Linked DNA regions of Mus musculus: regions 2 and 3 are each linked to region 1. A link is a contact called in public HiCAR-type and promoter capture Hi-C data. All regions are on one chromosome and are shown on one strand. The core of a region is the stretch at or near the end of the contact, and the rest is flanking DNA. Distances in the headings are between cores, read along the strand shown.

Region 1 (3,936 bases), core at 130-2,629:
AGAACTGGGGCCTTCAGTATAAGCATTGCCTGGACCAGCTTTGAGGATGACCTTAAGCTAACCGGCCAGGTCAAAAGGCGATGGACACCAAAAATCTTCATCCCCTTACATGGCTTAAGTTGCTAGAAAAGAAAGCTTGAACCGGGATAACTTATGAAGTCCACCCCACAATCTCCATCTGCCCCGTCTGAGGAACAAACGCGACAGTTCATTTCTCTAAAAGATTTTTTTTTTATTATATACATGTGTGTGTCAGGGGATAACTGAAGGGTACCCTGTATGAATCAGTTCTTCCACTGTGTGGGCTCTGGGACCCAATCAGATGGTCAGACTTGGCGCCAGGCACCTTTGCATGCTATGCTGGCCATCTCATTTAATCCAAGCATAATTTACTGAGTATCTACTATGCAGTAAGTTTCAAGTTTGGAGCCGGACACTGTCAATAAAGCAGACAAAAGTTACTGTCCTCTGAGACATGAAGATTTAGGGAAGACGTTTGTATTCTACATATAGTAGAGTGGTGGCTGTTGGAGCACAGGAGAATCATAGAGTATGGAAGGAGCTACAGAGGGTAGTAGTGTGGATAGTTAGGAGAGGTTTGACGTGAGGGGACCAAAAGAGACTCCACCCTTTTAGCAGCCTCCCAGGCTCCTCCCCACTGGGGCAGCCACAAAGTGCGGCTACTCTCTGAGTGTGTAAATCCGGGGCTTGGAGGTGGGGGTGCAGAAGGAGAATTCTCTTTTTCTATTTATTGCACGGGAAAGAACATCCTATAAAAATTGACTCAGAGGGTGCAACGTTCTGCTTCAATCCTCTCCCTCAGTTTACCAAGCGCCTGTAGGCTTGATTCTGCCTTCAGAGAGCTTACCTCTCTGATTAAGCTACTCAACACCAAGCTCCAAGCCCCAAACAAGTGCAAGGGTTGCCAAGGCCAAGGTGGGAGTTTCCTGGACACTGCAAAGCCACGCTGACAGCTCACACCCTCTTAGTGCCTGGACAGGCTCTGGAGAACCAGGGGCATAGAGAAGGGGAGGTGGGTGGGATGAGGGAACTGTAGCCAGTAGGCCACAGTCTCGTCCCCATCTTCCTCCTGTGGAGCAGATGGAGAGCCAGAGACTGACCCGGACGGTTGGCAGTTCCGGAAGGAAGACAGGCAGTGTCTGGTTAGAAGTAGTCTCTGGTGCTGCCTGGATCTCCTAGACCAGCTAGCGCCTTTAACTCTGCTGCCAGGTCCCCCAGCTCCCGGGTTCAGCCCCGCCCCCGGCGCCATCCCTTAGCTTGTGGACCGGCTGAGGCATCCAGGGGCAGGACGGAGCAAAGGTCCAGGCCCTCCCTCCTCTTCTCTGTGGGTGTCCGGGAACGCGCGCGTGCGCGTGAAAGAACGGAGCGTGCAGGACGGAGAGGCGGCGCGCGGGTAAGTGGCGGCGGGCGCGAGCTGCGGGTTCCGCTTGGGCTCCTCTTCCCTCCGCCCGCATTGTGTCCTGGCCTGGGGCAAATTGTCGGCTCCCCTTTGCCCCGGAAGATCCCCTTACATCTCCCAGAGGCGGGCGATTGGGGTAGTGATCTCCTTTTTTCTCCCCACCTTCCAGTAGGAGCAGCTGCTCCTTCTTACCCATAGTCTCATTCTCGCCCTGTCTCCATTCCATCCTTGCCCCTTCCACCATGATCACCACCACTCCTGTGGTCCTGGGATGTGGCAAGTGCAGCTGGTGTTCTCTGGCACCCCATCTCACCATGCCTTCACCATATCCCATGCATCCATCCTTTGTCTTCTAATCTCTCTCCTGTGTCGGTGTCAGAAGGATCCAGTGTGTGCATGAGTGCATGTGCAGGAAGATCACAGGCTGGCATGGGTCCTGCCTGACCTGGGGTAACTGACTGAACCTCTTCACTGTGAGGCCTTTTGCCTGGAGTGGCCGTTTGGGGAGGGGTTCTTCCCACTTGCACCCCTCAGGGAAAGACACCAGGCAGCTTCCAGGCTTTGCTGAAGCCTGAACAAAACAGCCAGCCACTCACTGGGAGTCTGAATGGGACTTGGAGAGAGGAGTCAGGGAGGATGCTCCAGGACAGCTGGGCCCAGGTGACAGTCAACCCGTAGGCAGAGTTGGGAGTGGAAGGAAAAGATCTGAGCTGTTGGAGGAACAGAATCTAGATATGCAATAACAATGAATTCTCTTCAACATGCATCACCTAGGAGTGCTTCTTGTAAGAAAGGCTGGACCCCTGATCAGAGAGAGCAGCAACCTAGACTGCCTGCCCACATCCCTGGACTCCAGGATGGCCTGCCTCCTGAGGAAGCTGTATATTGGCCACAGGGTGTTCTTGTTCTTTTTGAACTCTGGAGTCCTTGGAGAGGTCTCCTCTTTATACATAGGAATCTTCTCGTTTCTTTTTGAGATCCAGTCCTGGGAGCCTGGTCTGCCCTTGAACACTCTGATCCTGGGGCTTCTCCCATGGCCAAGTGGTAGGATTACAGGAAAGCTCTGCCAATCCCCATAACTGTGTTTACCTTTGAAAATTAATTAAAACATTTTTTTAAAGATATTATCTGTCTGTGAGGGCCAGCCTGGTCTTGGATTTGTAATTCTCCTGCCTCAACCTCTCTAGCCCTGAGTACCCAGATTACAAGCTGTGCCACCATATCTGTCTCCCTCTGATCGTAACCTCTGTCCCACTCTCCTCTGCTCCTCCTCAAAGCCTTGGCTGCCTGCTTCGGTCTGCCCTGCCAGGCTCAGGCCTATCCTCTGACCACCCTTTGTTCCTTTCACACACTATTGGTGGAAAGATACATTTTCCAAGGCAATGGCTTTGTCTCTACCATAACTGAAATTGGCCTGTCCTGACACACTGTCATTACCAAATGAATCAAATGCATCTAAATTAAAAAAGAAAACATTAACTAGGGGTCAGCAGAGCAGGGTGGTCCGAAGCACCTGCTCTGGAGTCAAGGTGGTCTTTTTGGCTCAGTATGAATTCTGTTGGTGGACATTCAAGGTCCCCAAGTCAAAGCTACTGGGATCTGGACCTGCTGGGTTTTCTTGCTCCTTGCAGCAAGAGGGATGTAGTTTGTCTGTGATTTCAGAGGGAGTTCTTTGCTCTAGACTAGAGGCTGACTTTAAGTGGGGAAAAATTCTGATTGCAACTCTTCACAATTCATTGCTACTCGGAAAGCCTGGCAGAGTTAGGCTGTGGCTGGGGTTGGCCAAGCAGCAGTCAGTCACTAGATAAACTGGGAGGATGGTGGTATTGGCCCCTTCATGGCTTGGAGAGCATTAGTGCTTGATTTCTGGTTGATCACGGTGACAGAGTGGTCTTGTTTTTTGCCGTGGTTTGTGACCACAGGGCCCTTACTTCATGTGGATGTCCTGTGTCCCTGTTCATGTTCAGTAGGGGAATTCGAGTTCAGCTCGAAGCAACACCAGGCTGGCCTCTGATGTGTCTGTTTCTCAAGGTCTTGGGAAAATTACTTAATGTGTTTCAACTTCAGTTTTCACATCTGCAGTATGATGAAAATGTTTGCTTCAGGGAGTTGTTCTGGAGAATAAATGAGGAAATACATAAAGCATCCTGCCCATCACCTGGCAGAGAGCAGGAACCCAGCATGTGTTGGCCCTGCTCTTTATGTGGTGTGTTTGGCGTTTGATGGGCGCTCCCCTAGAATCCGGGGCTGGCTGTGGCAAGGCCAGAGCTCTGAAGAAGAAGTCTATCCTACCTCTGGGAAGCAGAGACAGGAGGTTATGGAGTTCGGGGCAGGCCTCAAACTGTCAATAAAAAAAGAAAAATGAAGAGGAGGAGAAGGAGGAGGAATCTTAAGTAGGAAGGGAGAAAGAATAGGCTGCCTCAAAACTCAGAGTCCAACGTGTCAGTGAGCGGACCAGACCCACCCAAGTGCGAGTGATGGCGGTCTCTCATTCAGTCATCACCCTAGCCTTTCCC
Region 2 (3,944 bases), core at 719-3,218, 1.0 Mb after region 1:
CTTAAGGAAAAAGGATCGTTCGTCTGACCCTCCCGAGGCTCGGACCCTTTGGAAACTCGCCGTGCCCATCGCGCCTGGCGCCGGCTGCAGCGGCTGGACGCTCTCCACCCCCTCCCCGGCTCCGGCTCCGGCTCCAGCTCGGGGTCCCTCCTCGCCCAATCTCGCTTCCCCTCCCCCTCTCGCTTTTTTTTTTTTTTTTTTTTTTTCTCTTTCCTCCGAAACCCACTCTAATTGAGGCGCTGGGATTCCTCACGTGAGACGTTGATTTGTAGTTTGAACACGTGGCTCATTCAAAAAGCCGGACACTCGGAGCGGCTGCCCCCGCCCCGCTCCCCTCGCCGCTGCCAGTCACCCCTCGGGGTTTTTTTTTTTTACGGGGAGGCGGCGCCTGCCCCACGTAGTGTGATATTTTCACAGCCCGCTGGCCGCTGCCAAAGGGGTTGGGGAGGAAGAGACAAAAAGTAGTTTCCCCCCGCGCCTCCTCCTTTCTCTCGCTAATCCCGCCTCCTCCCCAGAGTTAGGAAGACTCGACGCTGGGCTCGTCGCTAGGCTTTTTCTTTCTCTCTTTTTTTTAATACCCAGAAGAGGAAAAAGGACCCTGGGATCTGGTTTTCGCCCGCCGCTCCCGTGCTTGGGTCACTGTGTGGGTTTGAAAGCCAAGAGGAGAGGAACAAAATCCACCGGCTCCATCCTCCGCCGTGGGTGCTTTTTTTAATTTAGCATTTTCCTCGGGTTTTAAAACGACCCCTTTTCACAATGAACAAATTGTACATCGGGAACCTCAGCGACCACGCCGGCCCCGCGGACCTGGAAAGTGTCTTCAAGGACGCTAAGATCCCGGTGGCGGGCCCCTTCCTGGTGAAGACGGGCTACGCGTTCGTGGACTGCCCGGACGAGGGCTGGGCCCTCAAGGCCATCGAGGCGCTTTCAGGTGGGGCCCGCGCGCGTGGTCGGGGCCTCCCCGTCTCCGCAGCTGCCATCCGGGACCCCGCTTGCGGGGCGGGTGGGGGTGGGGAGGGGGACGCGCTGTCAGTCGCGGGGCGCGGCGCGGCGCGTGCTGCAGGCCGGGCCAGGCGGGCCTTGGGGCCCAGCGTGGACGCCCGCCGGGCCCTCTGTCTGGTCGCTGTCCCCCAGCCGTAGAGAACAGAAAGTGGCCTGAGCCTACGCCCGGGGGGAGGCCGCGTCCAGGCGGTCCCGCTCCACGCCGCCGCGTCCACCTCGCGGGGTCGTTAGAGCGAAAGGGGCAGGTGGGCGGCGGCGGCCGGCTGTTGCCAGAACGGCAGCCCTGCCACGCGCGGCGCCGCAGTCCCGGCCCGTGCGCGCAGCCGCGGCCCGGGTGTCTGAGTGCGCTCTGCCTGGATGCCCGAGGGGAGAGCAGCTGTCCGTGCCTTTCGGTTTCCACCGTCCCCAGCTGGACTCGAGGCCGGCGCCTTGATGGGTCAGCGCGCGTGGACCAGCACCCCGGCCGCCCAATCTCCTCCTGGCACCCTGGCTCTTTAATCCCATCGCCCAGTGCTCCAGGCCAACCTGGATGTGGACCAGAAAGAAGGCCGCGCGCCCCCATGGCAGGCTGTTTGTTGGGGGTGTGTCTCTTGCAGACCTTGGGGTGCGGGGTGGCCCTTGGAGGGGGTCAGGAGGCGAAAATTGCAACCCAAGTGGTGAGCCTGACTCTTGCTCTCCCTCCCCAGCTTTCTGCAAGTTAAAAAGCCACACCCACCCGAAGGGTCAGCTCTGCACCCTCTCCTTGCCCTGCTCCTCCCTTGTCCTTGAGTCGGGTGGGAATCTTGGGGCCCTGCTGAGGTCACTGAAGCAGGGTGTGTTTTCTCTTAAAGACTGTAGATTTCAAGGTGGGGAAAGCTGCTGAATTTAGCCCGTCGTCTTGCCTCTTGTGTGTTCACAGGTAAAATGGAACTACATGGGAAACCGATGGAAGTTGAGCACTCGGTCCCTAAACGGCAGAGGTGAGCGGATTTACCCTTTTCTGGCCGCTTTTTAGGGAGGAAGCACAGAACACAGATGCAAACTCGGACCCTTTGGCTTACACGCTGGGGCCACGGTTCAGCTAGCTCTTTTTCTGCTTGCCTTTAAGTTTATGGCAGGTGTGTGTGCGCGCGCGTTGATAATTCTGGGACGTAAATGGGGGCTTGCCTGCGGCCCCTGCTTCTGGGTTATTGTTGCTGTTTTAAAAGCCTGTCAAGGAAGCTCTCACAGCTACATGTTCTTGGCAGAGCAGGTTTAGGTCTCAACTGGCAGCCCGAGTTTCAAAAGCCAATAGTCTTTGGGAACCTACGGGATTTAGAAGACAGGTCCAGGACAGATGTGGAGAAGCTGGTCCGCCGTGGTGGGCGCTTCTAATACAGGAGGAGGAACACAGTTGCTTTTGCCCTGGTTCACTGGCCAGCCAGCGGCCATTGGAACACAGTGAATGCTGGGGTCCTGGGGCCTTTCAAACACTCCAAAGTTGTTTTTTTTTTTTTGTTGTTGTTGTTTTTTTTTTTCCTAACAGTGCCTTTGTTCCAGCTCCTCCTGTCCCTTGGTGTATTTTGCTTACAAATAATCACCAAGAGACGGTGAAGGCTGGGGGAATCTGCAACTTCACTGAGATTTCTCTTCTATGAGAGCATCTGTAGCTGTCACTTTACAAAATATTTGCAGGCTATTTTAGCTACTGAAGCTTTTTGGAGAAGCGCCCCCCTTCCCCTCCCTCCCTGCCCTCCCCCCCCCCCCCCCCCCCCCCGACTCTGTAACTCTTAACTGGAAAGACTGAGGTTAGCCTGCTGGGTTTTGCAAGGTGGGGTTAGGGTTTCTGGCTGGCTTTTCAGTCTTCCCCCATTCCTAACCTGGAGCAAACAATAAGCCTGAAGTTAATTCAAACCAGGGCTGTGTGTATCTGGTTAAGTGTTTCTGAGAGTGTGCTCTGGGGGACAGAGGGATTTGCCCTGCAGAGACAGAGGGCAAGAATGCTGTGTGACTGTTTTGAATGAAGCTCTCTTCCACATGAATCACTTCACACTCCTCGTTTTAGAAATAAACTAGTGTGGATACTTGTAGGTTCCTTTTTAAGTCCTTGTTTAATTTCGCCTAAGATAATTGGAAAGATATTTGTGTAACCAGATTTAGGTCTATTTTGATAAGGGTCAAGTTATTTCATATAGTAGAATGTAGTCTTTTATTATTTTTGTTTACTCTTCTAAAGTAGATGTGGATAAAAAGTATCAAACTGATCTTGGTTTCATAGGAATTTAAACAATTGAGGCACAACTCATTTGCCCTTAAGAAGTTTAGAGACCTAGCCTGTGAATCAGCCATTTTGGAAAAACGAACCTTATTGCACACATGCTAGTTGGTTTCATGTTTATCCAGTGTGTCTTAGTGCTTGTCCCTCCGGCCCCCTTCCCGTCACTCCCCTCTCCCCCCCAATCTTTCAAGGGGTTGGTTTATGCAGGCGAGCACTCTACCACTTGAGGCACACCCTTAGCTCTTGGTTTTTAAATCCACTGTAGAATTAAAAGTAAGCAATACAACAAAACGAAGAGCTGGTGTTGTACCCTATTAGTAGAATGATTGCCTAGCATGCCAGAGGCCTTCCACTCCAGAATCCTTGGGCAGGGCAAATGATTATAATTAACAAAGGGACTGTTGTGAATTTAAAACATTAAATGTCTTTTTAAATTTAAAAACATTAAGTGAGTTTTTCAGCTCCAGCTAATGGGTTGACCTCAGTTTGCTGTATCCTCTGTTTTTTATTTTTGAAGTTAATGTCTTCCCATGTGTGGAGAATTAATTTAGGAACTTGGGTAACAACTGCTAGTCTTCCTCCTAAAGCTTTGCTTATGCTGGAAACAGTTACTTGTTACTGTTTGAATTGCAGGGTTCCTCTTTTGGAAGACTAGGAGATAGTAACAAGTGGGGGCAAATGTTTACTGGACGCTTGCTTCTTCAGT
Region 3 (3,839 bases), core at 1,004-3,503, 1.2 Mb after region 1:
TTCAGAGTCTGCTCACATTCGAATGGAGAGAAAGCTGAGCAGGTAAGAGACTTGCTGCTCTAGTAGAGGACCCAAGTTTGGCAGCCATATTTGGTGACTCATGTGCATATACTCACACAGAAACATACACATTCATATCATTTAAAATTGTTTGTTTGTTTGTTTGTTTTTGGAGACAGGGTTTTTCTGTGTAGCCCTGGCTGGCCTGGACTCACTCTGTAGACCAGGATGACCTCAAACTCAGAAATCTGCCTGCCTATACCACCCAAGAAGCTGGGATTAAAGATGTCCCACCACACCCACCTAATTCAAAATGATTTTAAGGGCTTGAGAGTTGACTCAGAGGTTAATAGCATGGGCTCAATTCCCAACAACTACACGGCAGCTCACAGCGCCCTTGAACTCCATTTCTAGGAAGACGACATGCTTTCCTCTGACTTTTGTGGACACTAGACATACACATGAAATAAAAAATAAAAATAAACCTCCAAATCTTTTAAATAATTTTTAAAGCCTTTCACTAGCTAGAGGCTATCACATAGGTGCTACTCTAGAACAGACTCCTAGTGTCTTCTGGCTTGTTTCATGTTATTAATTTTCCTTGTCACAAAAGACACGAATTAGAAATTATCTGGGCTCGACAGAGCTAAGTATTTGCTCCCAAATATTTTACTCTGAGAAACCATAAAAATCACTCTTGGGAATTCTAGAAAGTGGGCTTCCTCTGCAGCCTCTGTGTGTCACTCTCTAGGTAAAGGTTCACAACAAAGGAGAGCATCCTACCATCTTCACAAGGTAGTGGACCATAGCGTGTAAGTGTCGGGTGGAAGTCCCACTCCCAATCACAAAGTAGTCTGTGTATCTCATTTCTGGAGGAACCTGGATCACACAAATGTCTCTTGCATTTTCTTGCCTCAGAAGTGAAACCAGCATATCGATGTCAAACTTGGCACCAATGTGATCTGAAAATGCAGAAACGCTTGTGTCAGATGGCTGAGGAGAATACAGACCTACATTTGTCTACAGAAGCAGACTGACACGAAGTCTCCTGGAGACAGTGGAACTGCTCCCCCTACAAGTGTATTTATATCTAAAATGCTTTGGTGAACACTAGGCAGGAGGATCCCAGGTTCAATGTTAGGCTGAGCAACTCAGAAAGACAAGGTCTAAAGATTTTTTATTTTTAAACTAAAAGACTGAAGGTGTGCTTCAGTGGTGGCATGTACGTGGCCCTGGGTCCAACCCCTAATACCATCTCCATTCAAGACAAACTAAACCAACCAACCAAAAACCAGCTTAAAACTGAACCCGGACAACAGTTCCCTAAAGCACTGCTCAGCTTTCCTAGGTAGAAGGTTCAGATTACGGACACTGGATACTGCGATTACCAAACGGAAGCAGAAGCAAATGTCTTTCTATTTACTAGTACTGAAAGGAACAACACTCCACAAATGCAGAGATGCTACACAACAACCAGCGGCATGATTTGAGGGAGAGGACAATATCCTAGGGCACACGTTAAATCGAATCGCAGATTAAAAAGGTTACTTAACTATACTGTATGGTAGGCGGGTTCTCAAGACAATACCTGGTCCACAGCCTTCAACAGATATGAAGAAACGAGGCTGCTAGGACTAGTGCTACTAAGACCAACCAGTCCACCTGCTACGACCCTGGGCAGATCGTGAGACGGGGTGGATCCTGGGCTGTGAAGCCAAGAGCCGGATGTTGCCCGCTCTATGACTGGAATTTTGACGACAACACGCTACCTTAGCCTCCCTCTAGGACTCTCGGGTACGCAAAGCAAAGTTGGTGCCGACCACCTCCCAAATCCCTTCCAGCTCTGCGTCTGCGCGAATGGCTATTTCTCTTGCCCCCGAAGCGCACAGGAAAGCCCAGGGCCGCCTGGGTCAGGCCGGGCCACCAGGTGTCCTGCCCGCGTACCTGCGGGTCCGGGCTGCAGGCGAGCGTCGCCAGCGGTCCGCTCCTCGGGCTGAGGCCCATGGTGCAGGCCGCGCGTTAGGCTCGGGGTCAGGCAGGTCGCGGGCCTCGCGGGAAGCCATCGCTCTGCCAGCCGCGGAAGCCAGGGAACCGAAGCCATTGCGGGGCCGGCTCTCTGGAAGACCGCCCTGCGCCACAGCAGCGGCCATAAACGCCGCGCGGGCGACCAGCCCGGACCCATAGCTCTCGCCGCGACTTCTCTGGGGGGAGGTGGTGGAGCTTCCGGGCGGCTCCGGGATTCTACGTCACGAAGTGGGCGGGTCTGTAACCGGAAACGGTGATTTAGACGGATTGCCTGGGGAGTAGTTTAAGGAATGAGGAGGACCGTGTGGATGGTGGTGGCTTACGCTTTTACTTTCCGCACTTGGTAGGCCGAGGCAGATCTCTGAATTCAAGGCCAGCCTATTCTACAAAGTGAGTTCCAGGACACCCAGGGATACACAGACAAACCTTGTCTCTCTTTTTTAAAAAAAAGAAAGGAAAGGAAGGAAAAGGAAAAAAAAAAGTGAGCCCAGATAATCTTTATGGGGCTGGAGAAGATGGCTCTATGGTTAAGAGCACTATCTGCTCTTTCAGAGGTCCTGAGAATTGATTCCCAGCAACCACATGGTGGCTCACAACCACCTATAATAGGATCTGATGCCCTCTTCTGTCTTGTAGGCATACATAAATAAATACATCTTAAAAGGAATTAAAGGGTTCCTACCTCTCTCTCTCTCTTTCCTCTTCTTCTTTCTCCTTTCCTTTTCTCCTTCCCTCCCACTTTCTCCAGCCCCTTCAAACCCTCTCTAGCTCTCTCCTTTCTGTTTTTCCTCTCCCCCAAATATGCAGAAATTAACCCTGTCAGATAGGAATTAAGTATTTTTAGCCATTTCCCACTGTCCAAAAAACAAAAAAGCAAACAAACAAAAAACCCTAAATTCAAGAACTAGAAAGATGGCTGAGCAGTCAAAAGTACAGACTGAATTTAATTTCAATGGTATTAAATGCCCTCTTCAGATGAAGTGCACAAACATATTGTACAGACATATAAGTAGGCAAAACACCTGAACACATAAAATTAAAAACACAAAACAAAAATGAATCATACAAAAAAGAAGAAAAAAGTTTGAATGGCGGCATCAGGTATGGTTGATTGCTTTCAAATGAAAGATATGGGTCATTAAATGAAAATCTCAGTGCTGGGTTTGGGATACTATCATCCCTACATTATTGGTCAGGGCAGCTATGGGCCCACCTAAAAACAAGTGAGGCTATTTTGGTTGTCTCCCACAACTAGATGGTAAGACCATACATATTGGTGAAGACAACACTCCTTGTTTTCAAGCTGAAACTAATCTAAAACCTTCTTACCTGCTGCCCAGCTTTCATGGAGTCAGGAGGTGGCATGCAGGTCACTGGGGGAGAAAAGCCATCAGTGGACTTACCCTGAGTGATAATTCCAATGCCAGGCCAGATGCGCCCACTGAGTCAATAGTGCATGAGTTATGGGGTTAGCCAGCCAACCACCTTCTGATTAGATCTGAGCCCTGCCTCACAGGAGGGAATCCATGCCTAGCACTGTAACTCCGGTCAAAACAAAAAACCATGAACACCTATGCGCATAAAGATAGCACTAATTAAACTCAGTGGGCTATACAGAGAAAGGACATGAAGGAGGTGTTATAGCTTGCTAAAAGACCCTCACCCACAAAGAGCACAGAGACCACCATCGTTGCAAAACACATGTGGGATTTACTTATCCAACATGTTGGGGAACCCCCTCTCAGCACACAGGCTGGAGGAGAGATCCAGAACAAAGAAAGAACACACTTTTTATACTTTTGTAAGGGCCAGAT

The links. Promoter capture Hi-C pulls out the DNA fragments that hold promoters and counts their contacts. HiCAR-type assays count read pairs that join an accessible place to other places.
Region 2: a promoter capture Hi-C map of pre-B cells shows a contact between it and region 1, with 2.7 times the contacts expected there. The contact joins the promoter of D030074P21Rik here to the promoter of Gsdme in region 1. A contact is called at or near these places in 3 of 39 promoter capture datasets (the 3T3-L1 cell line, cranial neural crest and pre-B cells) and 1 of 115 datasets of contacts at active chromatin or transcription factors (pancreatic cancer cells).
Region 3: a contact with region 1 is called in a HiCAR-type map of astrocytes, with 4 times the contacts expected there. The contact joins the promoter of Malsu1 here to the promoter of Gsdme in region 1. A contact is called at or near these places in 1 of 39 promoter capture datasets (hippocampal neurons) and 2 of 115 datasets of contacts at active chromatin or transcription factors (astrocytes and pancreatic cancer cells).

What each region holds. Positions count from the first base shown.
Region 1 is chr6:50,259,212-50,263,147 of GRCm38.p6, reverse strand. Gsdme (gasdermin E) reads left to right here and starts at 1,379. Exons shown (of 10, transcript NM_018769.4): 1 at 1,379-1,414.
Region 2 is chr6:49,211,284-49,215,227 of GRCm38.p6, reverse strand. It overlaps D030074P21Rik (a long non-coding RNA gene), which reads left to right and starts at 1,968. Exons shown (of 2, transcript XR_869057.2): 1 at 1,968-3,944. Igf2bp3 (insulin-like growth factor 2 mRNA binding protein 3) reads left to right here and starts at 274. Exons shown (of 15, transcript NM_023670.3): 1 at 274-931; 2 at 1,901-1,961. The coding sequence starts at 757.
Region 3 is chr6:49,072,209-49,076,047 of GRCm38.p6, reverse strand. Malsu1 (mitochondrial assembly of ribosomal large subunit 1) reads right to left here and starts at 2,253. Exons shown (of 4, transcript NM_029353.1): 1 at 1,945-2,253; 2 at 784-962. The coding sequence starts at 2,182.